Linked DNA regions of Mus musculus: region 1 is linked to region 2. Evidence: chromatin contacts called from public HiChIP or PLAC-seq data. All regions are on one chromosome and are shown on one strand. Each heading gives the region's core, a stretch centred on a gene start, on an enhancer-like site or on the middle of the called end of the contact. The rest is flanking DNA. Distances are from core to core; before and after follow the strand shown. Region 1 overlaps Polr3b (polymerase (RNA) III (DNA directed) polypeptide B). Region 2 holds the start of Tmem263 (transmembrane protein 263).

The links. HiChIP or PLAC-seq counts read pairs in DNA pulled down with a chosen protein or histone mark.
Region 1: an H3K4me3 HiChIP or PLAC-seq map of stem cell-derived neural progenitor cells shows a contact between it and region 2, with 2.4 times the contacts expected there. The contact joins the enhancer-like site here to the promoter of Tmem263 in region 2. A contact is called at or near these places in 5 of 39 promoter capture datasets (the 3T3-L1 cell line, 3T3-L1-derived adipocytes, cranial neural crest and 2 more), 1 of 484 Hi-C or Micro-C datasets (embryonic stem cells), 3 of 115 datasets of contacts at active chromatin or transcription factors (embryonic forebrain, memory CD8 T cells and stem cell-derived neural progenitor cells) and 1 of 9 other capture datasets (embryonic stem cells).

The regions. Positions count from the first base shown.
Region 1 is chr10:84,692,801-84,698,706 of GRCm38.p6, forward strand. Polr3b (polymerase (RNA) III (DNA directed) polypeptide B) reads left to right here. Exons shown (of 28, transcript NM_027423.2): 20 at 1-206; 21 at 2,755-2,913; 22 at 4,149-4,266. Among named protein-coding and RNA genes, the nearest start is that of Rfx4, 60 kb to the right of the region's middle. Within about 2 kb of position 1,656, at least 11 of the 459 cell types and tissues checked have an H3K27ac peak or open chromatin away from gene starts, as enhancers often do. A contact at or near this core is called in stem cell-derived neural progenitor cells, where this site is marked.
Region 2 is chr10:85,100,742-85,106,521 of GRCm38.p6, forward strand. Tmem263 (transmembrane protein 263) reads left to right here and starts at 1,886. Exons shown (of 3, transcript NM_001013028.2): 1 at 1,886-2,256. Fhl4 (four and a half LIM domains 4) reads right to left here and starts at 1,754. Exons shown (of 2, transcript NM_010214.4): 1 at 1,555-1,754.

The sequences.
Region 1 (5,906 bases), core at 406-2,905, 410 kb before region 2:
CATTGGCTACAATCAACGGAACAGAATTGATACACTTATGTATCTACTAGCATATCCACAAAAGCCCATGGTTAAAACAAAAACAATCGAGTTGATAGATTTTGAGAAGTTGCCGGCTGGCCAGAACGCAACTGTTGCCGTGATGAGCTACAGCGGCTATGACATTGAGGACGCGCTGGTTTTGAACAAGGCCTCTCTGGACAGAGGTAAGTGAATTCTTAAATACCAGAAGAACTCTTTTGCAGAATTAGATATAGTAAGTGATGATTATAAATATTACTTGGGGTCAGAATGCAGTGCAGGTTCAAAACAATTGAATTTTATACACAAACTGGAGCTGTTGTATCGTTTTATTTAAATTGAGAACTTCCTGTATGAGTACTGTATTTACATCATTGCCACCCATCTTCCTCCCTCCTTCATCGCCCTATCCAGAGTCTTAAATGTTGCTTGTGTGTACATGTGTTTTGGACTGACCACTTGGGATTGACTACTTAGCAGGGAGTCTGTCTGTAAGAAAACTATTTTCCCTCTTGGCAGCCATTGATTGCCTATAGCTCTTAATCTAGGCGTAGAGACTTGTGCATTTCTGCCCACCTTGGCATATCAGCTAGTGTTGTCATTGTGCAGCTCTTGTGTAGCCATTTCCTTGAGGTCTCCTGGGTGTGGTTCACTGCCATGTCGAGAAAACTGTAAGACCTGCTACACTTTTGTGTTGGTTTTGTTTGCTTGCTTTGTTCTTAATGACTGACATTGAAACAATGTATTAAATGTTTAACTTCAGGATCTTTATTTCTTTATTTTACTAGTAACTTGAACATTTCTCATAGAGAATATAATGAGGGGCTTTTTTTCCCCACCAGGAATTAAATAGTATGTGAAAGGTTCATTTTTTTGTGTGTGGGGTAGGGGGTGGGGGGCTGGGGGCTGGGGTGGGGGTTGGTGGGGTGGGGTGTCTGTTTTTAATAAATCTGGTAATACATGCAACAATAAACGTGTTGAGAGGGCAGGTGGGAAGGGCTGTTACTATACAGCTTAAGTGCACAGCCTATGATCCATTTGTTAGCCACATGTCAAAAGCCAGGGATGTACAGAGACACAAACCTTATCTTGTAGTTTTTGTGCTTTTTTTATGCTTCCCTCTTTTAACGTTCTCCTTCCACAGGTCAGCACTGCATGACCTAGCCAGCACCACCTGGTCTGCAGGCTGACTTCTCTATTCAGGCTCTAGCTCCTTCCCTCTCTGGCATATCCACGATGCCTCCCCTTCCCTCTCCCTAGTTGCTAGGCAGCCATAATAGTACTCCTAGACATGTGTCACTGGCATTAATGTTGGCTGCACTGAATTTATGCCCCTTTTTTTTTCAAGTGACAACAGCCATGCTTTGAAACTAGATATTTTCCTTTCTGATTAACTGGTAACGTTGATGGTGGAAATCTGAAGACTTTGTGATGTCTATCAGAAATACAATTTAATGATCAGAGTTTACCCTCTGTTAGCTTTTAAGCTTCCGCCTATAAATAAAATGTCCATTTATGCTTAGAAGAAGCCATGGGATGATTTCGTGCCATTTGGACTCCCATACACTGCAGCGTGTTGTTAATGGCTGTTGAATCACAGCTTCAGATCATGTAATATTAGCAGAGCAGCTGGCCCTCCGAGCTGAGTTTCCCTAGGCTGCACAGGCCACTGGGAGCCATGATGATAAGCAGCACCCGAGACTTGCAGATGACTCCATCTTACATTTTGTTCATCCTACAGTCACTCTCACTTTATAAAAGGGAGGAGGCTTGCTTGCTTGCTTAGCTCTAACCATAAATGCCAGAATCAAAGAAAGGAAGACCTTTCAGGGAGGCTTGACAGAAACTACAACACAGAGAGTTTGTGCTGAGCAGCCTGGCCTGAGACTTGGTGGGGTTGGTCTGTTTTCAGGTGTGCTACCAACTTCCTGAGTGACACTGCTTAATTCTCTGGCCCTCACGCAGAATGCCCAAAGGTGGTTTCTAAGGCCCTTTGCCGTTGTGGTATTTTGTGGCTTTGTGTCACTGTCCTCCAGCATGACCTGTTGGATGGTGTGCTGGAGCATGGCTGTGGGAATCAGTGTTACATAGACAGTTGGCAGAGGAGCAAGAGCCATCCTCATTGTTACTTGGGTTTTGCCGGTAACATTGGTTTTACCAATGGTAAAGTAGTCTGAAGTTTGTGTTTTCATTTTGTTTCTGGAAATGTGTGGTGAAGTGGCTTATTGACCAATGGTAAAGTAGTCTGAAGTTTGTTTTTTCATTTTGTTTCTGGAAATGTGTGGAGAAGTGGCTTATTGACCAATGGTAAAGTAGTCTGAAGTTTGTTTTTTCATTTTGTTTCTGGAAATGTGTGGAGAAGTGGCTTATTGACCAATGGTAAAGTAGTCTGAAGTTTGTTTTTTCATTTTGTTTCTGGAAATGTGTGGTGAAGTGGCTTATTGACCAATGGTAAAGTAGTCTGAAGTTTGTTTTTTCATTTTGTTTCTGGAAATGTGTGGAGAAGTGGCTTATTGACCAATGGTAAAGTAGTCTGAAGTTTGTGTTTTCATTTTGTTTCTGGAAATGTGTGGAGAAGTGGCTTATTGACCAATGGTAAAGTAGTCTGAAGTTTGTGTTTTCATTTTGTTTCTGGAAATGTGTGGAGAAGTGGCTTATTGAGTACCACAAATCCATGTCTTCTCTTAGTTTCATATTACCAGGGATTCTGACCCATTTGGGATTTCATTTCAGGTTTTGGGCGTTGTCTTGTGTATAAAAATGCTAAGTGCACCTTGAAACGATACACCAATCAGACCTTTGATAAGGTGATGGGTCCCATGTTGGATGCTGCTACCAGAAAACCCATCTGGCGACATGAAATTTTAGATGCAGATGGCATTTGTTCTCCAGGTAAAAACCCTTAAAAAATAATGGATTTCAGTGTATAGTTTTTTAAATTGTGAGAGGTACTTAACAGTATTTCTGAATTTTTGATAAACAGGGCAGAAAGTAATCTGTACTGTAATACCCCCATCTACATTCAGCCAGTGTGGTCATTTTCACTGAATTTTCTTCCTATGTTTTTCTATGCATTAAGTGTGTTTTCCCATAGCAAAAATGCATCCTAGGCATAACCTTAAATTACACAAAAGCCACACTTGAAACCATGTTTTGAATCCGGTCTTGACTCTGCATCTATGCTGGTTATTTCTAAATTCACACATTTTGTCTATGGTCTGACTTTGGACTTCCTTTTCCCTAAAGGGAAGGACTTCATTATGATTACAAACGTGTAATGAGTTTGTAATGAGACAGCCCTTGCCTTTGGTCCTACAGGCTAGTGTAGAAGGCAGACATTACATCAGATCACACACAAGCATGTCAGGTTACATCCAGAGTAAGGGATCAGAGAGAGAACCATGAGATCATTGTGTGGCAAGAGGATTTGCCCTGGTGAAGAAGATCTGCACTGTTAGGAAATGCGCTGATGTCTGCAGATGGGTAAGAGGCGTCTGCTAAAGAATCAGAAAACTCCAGTGGAAACCTGTATGAGTGACAGAAGTTTGGTAGCTGAGGTGGTCTGAAAGGAAGACTGCATATTAGGGCTGTGCGGAACACAGGGACCAGCTGAAAAGTCTGGTGTCAGACCAATCATCTTCTGTACGACCCAGCCATAGTTCCGCTCTGCATGGACGGTGCTCTAGGGAACATGAATCTGCCAAGTGTGTGAGTCTCCTTCACTCTGTCTACCTTTGTTTCTTTGGAAATTTTTGTGAAGCTTTAACACAGATCACCATGGCTTTGGAAATAGGCAGGAGAATGGTTATTTAAGTAGCTGTTCCTTAAACTGAAATAGTAGCAAAACCAGAGATTTTATTTTTTCCTTTCCAAGGTAAGCTGGCGGTGGCTTGGTACTGGTTGAGATGTCTACAAACAAGTAGTGCTCCTAACCTACTCTGATAGCCTAAGAGATAGATACGTGAACTCCGTTGACTGGGGTGATGTCTGCCTTGCTGTGTGATCTCCAGTTCTAGTTCATTGGGCTGGGGTTTCACTTGGCATGTAGTGCTCAGTCTGTTTCTGATTCATTACATGAGAAAGGTCAGGTGATGGCGATGTGTTTAATGCTCTTCTCTTTTCTGTAGGTGAGAAAGTGGAAAACAAACAGGTGCTTGTAAACAAGTCCATGCCCACAGTGACACAGATTCCTTTGGAAGGGAGCAACGTGCCACAGCAACCACAGTATAAAGATGTGCCTATCACGTGCGTACTGATAAGACAGAGATGCTTGGAAAAAGAATGAGTGGGGAATTATATGTTATATATAATTATGTGGTAGTTATACCATTTTGAGTTCTATGATATACTTAGATAAAATGTATCATATAGTTACACAGTCTTTATACGCCAAAGAACTAGAAAGAGCAACTTTGGGTACCTTTTCTTACATGAAAACAGTGTGGAATCCTATAGATGGTTTAACCTGCTGAGAGGAGTGGCCCAAACGCACAGGAGTTCTGTGTAGAAGAAACAGCAAGTCCCAGGTTTGGAGGATCAGTGTAGCTTGCTATTGCTAACACATGGGAGGATTTGGAATTCATTCTACAGAGAGGGACACAACCAGATTTGTGTTATAGAAAAAATGCAGCACTGACTACATCACAACATCACCAGTATACTAGGATGGAGCTGTGTTTAGTTAGTTGTTGCCTCACCTGGGTAAAGTATCTAATCCCTTGTTTTCTCTGCATGAGGAAAGAATCAAATGTATTCATCTCTAGATTTCCTCTTGGTTCTAAAATGTAATGGACTATGAAACATTGAGGTGAGCCAGTAGAAGTCACCCAGGATGATATAGAACCGTCTAGGGAAGATGGCTGTTCTGCCTTAGACAAGATAACCTAGGCTAAAGAGAACAGTGGGAAGAGGGTATCATAGGACAACGAAGACTCTCACACAAGAGAACTGCATTTGCTGCCATCATGATAACCACCTACTGTGCTGCTCAGTCTCTGGGCATCCTGTGTGTGAGAGCTTCATCAGCCCTCTCATCCCATGAGCTGTGTTCTCTTAGAAGGTCATTAGACTTTAATGGTGTGGGAACAGAAGCGAGGAAAACATGGGTGCCATCCTGAGCTCACCTGGATGTACTTGGCAGAGGTGGGACTTGAATGCACAGTTTGTCATTGGAACCCTTCTTGAGGGCCGTACTAAATGCAGTGGTGTGAGAGAGAGCCATGAACTTGTTTGTATGTAGGGTAGGAGAGCAGGCAGCTCACTTGGGAATGGTCCATGGTACCAAGTCCCATCAACAGAACTCCTGTGCGGTTACGTGTGTGGGACGCTGTTTCCTCTCTCACCTGATGGAGGCGGGTGCTCAGGACCCATCTTGCCTTCTGCTGGCAAGTTCCTTTCTTTCTTCAAGAAACCTCACTCTGCCATTTGTCTCGTCTTTCCATACATCCACCTGTTTCAAAATCACTTCCTTTTCCTCAGTAGAAGATGTGCTCCGATATGTTTGTCATCTTAGAAGAAAAGTAGATTCTGGGTCCATTCCTAGCTAGCTCCCCTTCTGCTTCTCTCTTTTGGGGGTCTCCCCTGTTGCTGCCTTTCCACCTCTCTCCATCCCACTGAAAGAGCTACAGTGCAGGTGACCAACGGCAGCCTGTGCTCTTTCCAGTTGAGGAGTGTTGTGTTGTGTTATGTTGCTTTGCTGCCCAGGGGGTATGTTAGTTACAGAGGACAGCAGTGAGCCAGCCAATGCCATCGTGCCCTTTGGAGCTCACAGCCTAGTCCAGGAAGAGGGGAACAAACAGATAAGGAAGCCCAGGGTTGGGCAGATTTGCCCGAGTCAGTGACATCTCCTGTTCTAGTCCAGTGGATAGTGTTTCTCTCATCCATGT
Region 2 (5,780 bases), core at 636-3,135:
CATTTAAAGACATTATATAGAAATAAAGATATTACAGTATTAGAATCAAGAACTACAATGGAGGTCAGCCTATAAAATAAATAGGGCCTGATTTCATTGAGGTTCCTTCTGGTTACACCAAGCTATCTGAAATCAAGATAGCATCAGGATAGAAACAATTCAATTAAGATTCTCATATAGACAAGAGTGGCTTAGAACTGAATGGGATGTTGTTCTTTTTAAAAAGAAGATGGCATCAGATAGCTGTGAGCTGACATGTGGGTGTGGGGAACTGAACTCAGGACCTTTGCAAGAGCAGTGAGTGCTCTTAACCACTGGGCCCTCTCTCCATTATTATAGGTAAGGAAACTGAGACAGCAAGAACTGACTGGGGTCAGATCTATAAGAAATACTGGACTACCTGTACTTGTAGGTTCAGAAGGAGCCAAAAGCTCCCTGGTACCTTCATTGGTTTATGAAACAGAATATACCACTGCTTTGAATTATAGCCTTAATTACTAGCAAAACTGTAAGTCAATTTGGAAAGAAAGTTATAAAGTTCTGCATTGTAATTTTGCCCAGGGTTCAATCTTGAAATCACCTATTAAAATCCTATTAAGAATTCAGGAGTCTATGACAATAAAAGATTGGTACTCAGTTAATACCACAGTTCAAACTCTCCTAATCATCATTCTCTTTTAGTTCTGTAAAACAAGATTATCATAATTTCAGCACAGTGATCTGAATGGACTTAATTCATCGATTTGATAACGGTTAAGCTCTAGTTCATTCTATTTAAGAACTGAACCAAGGTTAGCTCCCTCTCAGGATTTTTTGTTGTTGCTGTTAGCATCCCTTTTCTGAGACTTGATAAACACTTGCTATCCAGTTACACCACGCTGATTACTTTCATTTAAAAATTGAGGTCCCCTGTCCTGTGTATGTTTCCACTTGATAACTAGGTCGTGAAAAGAAAAAAAATCTCACGTTTTGGTATAATTTCTCAGTAAAGCCCCCTTACACCCACAGTCTCTCTTCTTATCTTTCCCAAAAGTGTAGGGTGGACTTATTGTCATTTTTATCTTAAAGATGTTGAGAGTCAAGGAAAAGCTAATAGCAATTATCTAGTCAGGTAGCCATTTCGTCACGTCTCTGCTTCCTCCTCACAGCCTTCCTAGGCAGCTATCACAAGCCCCCTTGGAAGCTCACTGTCCTGTTTCCCATCTGAAGCAGAGGCAACGCTGAACCCAGAGGACTTCCCAGACAGCATCTTCTTAGGCTGCTCAATACTTTACAGGACCCCACCAGGGATCCCCCCTCCCCCCAAGGCTGGCAAGAACGTGGAGGGGCCCTGACGAAGCCCTAGTTAGGAAGTGACAGTTTTCCTCCCTCTCCAGTTCAATTCTCACATCGATGAACCAACCTTCTTTCGCTACCAAAATTCAAGGCCCCCTGAAAGGCCTTGGGCATCCGCTGTGTGATGAGGGCGAACCTGACATGTTTACGCTCAAGGACTCCAGGTGGACCAACAACAACAACAAAAACCCCACACAAATTAGCAAGGCCTCGCCTCACCCTATCACTCGGTGACACAGGCTCGCAGAGCGCCCTGGGGAGAGCGACTGACAGAGGCCCTGCCCGTCACTCCCTTAGGGCAGCAGCTAAAGGTTGAAGCCCCTGGGCGAAGGAGAGGGAGACACCGGCGAGCATGCCGCCCTCCTCAGGGGAGAAGTTCTAAACCCCCATAACCGTTAGTTCCCTCGAGCCCGGAGAGTGGCCGAAGACTCGGGCGAGGCCGGAGGCGCGCGCCTCGCCGGGGCAGCGCCCCCTCGCCTGCTCTGATTGGGTGGCCGGGGCGGAGGGGGCGGGGAGACCCTCCGGATGAGGCGCGCGCGCAGGCTGGCCGGGGGCTGCTGGGAGGGCTGCGCGCGCCGAGCGACCGGTGGGCGCGGGAGGTGGGGGGGCGGAGGGCCGGGGGCGCGAGTGCGCGTGCGCGTCGGAACCCGAGGCGCGGGAGGAGGCGGGAGCTCCGGAGGCTGCGGAGGGGGCGGGTCGCGTCAGGCGCCACGTCCGCAGCCAGAAGCCGCCGCTGCCGCCGCCGCCGCCTCGCACCGACCTCGCACCGAGAGTCTTCCGACTTCTGAGCCGGAGAAGAGCATCTAGGTCGCGTAAGCCACTCCCGGGCCGCATCAGGGCCTCTGCTGCCCCGGCCGCTTCTGCTGTTCTCCGTGCCACCGCTCCCTCCGCCCGGCCGCAGCTCCCGGCCTCGACCCCGCGGTGAGTGAGTGTGTCCCATGGCTGGGGCGGGGGCGGGAGGGTGTCGTCGGCCTGAGTGGCCGCACTCCGGGCCCTTTCCCGTTAGCCTCATCTGCACCTCACCTGCACGACCCCGGGGCCTGGCCGCTCCAGCCTGGCCCTTTGCGGGGGGACACTGAACGGGAGGGGGATGGGCGGGAGTCGTTGGGGGGCGTACGGAGGTATGGGGTTACCCCAGTGGGTCCACGAGTTTGTGGACGCGGTGTCTGCAGTTGAAGGGAGTCGCTCTGGAAGCCTGGGTCTGACCTCTTGCCTTGAGTGTCAGGCTGGTGCGGAGGAGGAGATGGGGCATCCGAGGAGGAGCCCAGCTTCCTTGCCCCACTTAACTTCTGACCTGTTGATAAACGGTCCCGGTGGGTTCAAGTACACAGGGCTTGGCTCCAAGCGGAGATTCCCGCTGCTCTTCCTAAATCGGGAACTCCACTCCCACGCCTGTTCTAAGCCCGCAGGTGTGGGAATGAAGAGGGGCGCTGGCAGTGTCAAGGAGTGACTGGGGAGCAGGGGGGAAGGAGTCCTGGAGCAGCCGCCAGTGCAGTCACTGCCGACCCCAAGCTCAATCCAAAACCGAGCCTGCCATGCACAAGCAGCATCTAGTCTAGCCCCGGAGCTGCCACTCGGGATCAAGTTGGATCGTCTCTCTTAAGCCCGTCTTATATTGGAATTCCGCAGGAACTAGGGTGTGCTGGATGGACAACGAAGGGGCGGAGGAAGGAGGTGTCCAAGCCAGCACCAGCCTCTAGGGTCATTTTCTGCCTCTCCTGCCACGTCACTGCTCTGCTCAGGGGAAAAAAAAAAAGACTTGCTTGTGCCTAAAGGTGGATCAATGAGGGGGAGCTAGGGCTGCTGGGAAGAGTTAGAAACACCTAGACTAGGAAGCGAAATCTTACTTGATTGTGTCTTTTGTATCTTGTGAACGCTACTAATCCAAAAGGAAACATTGTGGGTATTTGTATCTGCTATTGGTTAGTGCTTAAAACTTCTAGTTGTTGCCGCTCAAGGGCTATCACACTAACAGGTAAGTATGTTTCCATTCTTGCTTTAGCAACGCTTAATACACATCTGCTTTCATTTTTCACTTTCATTTTTTTTTGTATAGCAGCACTTATACCAGAAACTAAGTTCAATGAAAGCATCATTCGAAAAAAGTTCAATGAAAACATCATTCGAAAAGTTTAATTGATTTTAACATATAAATTCAAAAGTGTTTGATATATATATGTTTATATTCGGGGAAAATCTTGACTTTCCCGTTTCCGTCCTTGAGTCTTTACCCTTTTCCTACATTCTGATGCTACTGGACCAGATGACATACAATTAAGAGTACGGTCTTTATGTTCACTCATTGTCTCAACAAGATGTGGCACAAAGTAGGAATGGCAGCATCTATTGAACAAATTAAGTGTATTTTAGTGAGGATGACAGAAGTACTGGTTTTCTGGCTTGGCAGAATATTTTAATCCTATTTCATGTTTCTTTAAGAAAAATACTTAAAACTATTTTGACAGTCTCGATTATTTGTCACTTTGTGTGGGATTTTTTGTTTGTTTGTTTGTTTTGTTTTTTTCTGTGTAGCCCTGGCTGTCCTGGAACTCACTTTGTAGACCTGGCTAGCCTCGAACTCTGAAATCCGCCTGCCTCTGCCTCCCAAGTGGTGGGATTAAAGGCGAGCACCACCACTGCCCGGCCGTGTGGGATTTTAAAACTTTCATTGATAAATTTTTCTTTGTTGCCAAACTCAGTGCTTTTCTTGTAGTCTATTTGCTGTTAATTTAGTTGGCGGGAGCTACCTTTTATACAAGCAGTGATCAGCATTGTTAGCTACAGAAGCATAAAACCCAGCAAGGTGATGTCTTGCTGTGCATTGCTTGCTAGTATATGTGTAGTTTTGAAACTCCTCAAAGTTAGTTGGCAAAGGAATGAAGACATGCTATTTTCCACGTAGCCCATGCAGAAGAATTCCCTCCCTCCTTCTTCTTAGATAGATTCTCATTCTAGAGCCTGGGCTGGCCTAGACCTCCTAAGTCTTGCTGTAGCTTCCTGAGAGCTGAGATTATGGGTGTGAGCCACCATGCCTAGTTTAGTCTTTTTCTTATACAAGAAGCCTGTTACTTGTGTAACAAATGTTTAAAGTGACTTTGAAGGTAAAGTGTTACACACTGTACACACTGTATTTTGTAGTTGAGCTTTTTACTGTTAACTTACTTGACTTTAGAGAGGTTATACCCTGAGGCTTTTTAAAAAAACATATTTTTAGATCTTGTTTTCTTTGTGGCCCCAAATTAAATTTGTATATAAAATGTTACTGAAACTCACAAATGACATTTCTTCATCAGTGATTTTATTTTTTTCTTAAAAAATCCACACATATAACAGAAGGAAAGGTTTCCAACAGGTGTTTGGTTGCTTGTTTCTATTATTGGAGTAAATTACCCTCTAGGGAATAGTGGTATTGATATTTGCTTAATATATTTGCCAGCTGCTGTATTATTTTGTACTAGATAAAGATTATTCCTTTCCCATTATTTGCTATCATGTTATACAGTCTGTAGTAAAGAAGTCTTTTATTGTTGCTATTATAATAGTTTACCCATGCCAGGATCAAAAGATTGAACTGATTATGTTTATAAAATACATTTAGTCCTTTGCTTTAATCTAAAGGCTGTTGTCATCATTGCCTTACTTTAGGAAAGCTTTTTTTTTTTTTTAACTAGAAGCTTGTATGCATCATGAACTCCTAAAAACCAGATAATATATTAATATATTTTGCTTCTTAAGGTATGATCAAAGTAATTGCTTGAAAAAGTGTATCCCCACGTAGATAAGTTTAGGATAGAGCAGTACTTGTACTGTCTAAATGCATAACAAGATTCAGTTTAGTAGGGTTCACATGCATGTTAAATCAATGACTCAGTGAGTTTAGAACAGATGGATTGTACAGAAATTAATGATTTTGGGGGCTGGAGAGGTGGCTCAGTGGTTAAGAGAACTGGCTGCTCTTCTAGAGGACTGGGGGTTCAACTCCCAGCACCCACACAAAGGCTCACAATCAACTGTGACTCCTGTTCTAGGGGGTCAGATGCCCTTTTCTGGTCTTCATGGGCATTGTATTTGTGCAAACAGGCCAAAGCACACATAAATATTTTTTCTTATCAAAAGGTCAAATTTTATATATTATTTCCTTTTGAGGTACAGTCCTGTTTTCTAACTCTGGCTGGCTTAGAGCTCACAATGTAGCCAAGCTGATCTCAAACTCATGGCAGCCCTGCTTCAGTCTCCAGGGCATTGGGATTATAGGATTGTGGGACACCTGGGTTCCTTCCTTTTGGTTTTTCAAGACAGGGTTTCTCTGTGTAGCCCTGGCTGTCCTGGAACTCACTCTGTAGACCAGGCTGGCCTCGAACTCAGAAATCCGCCTGCCTCTGCCTCCCAAGTGGTGGGATTAAAGGCGTGCGCCACCACGCCTGGCCTGGGTTCCTTCTTGCAAT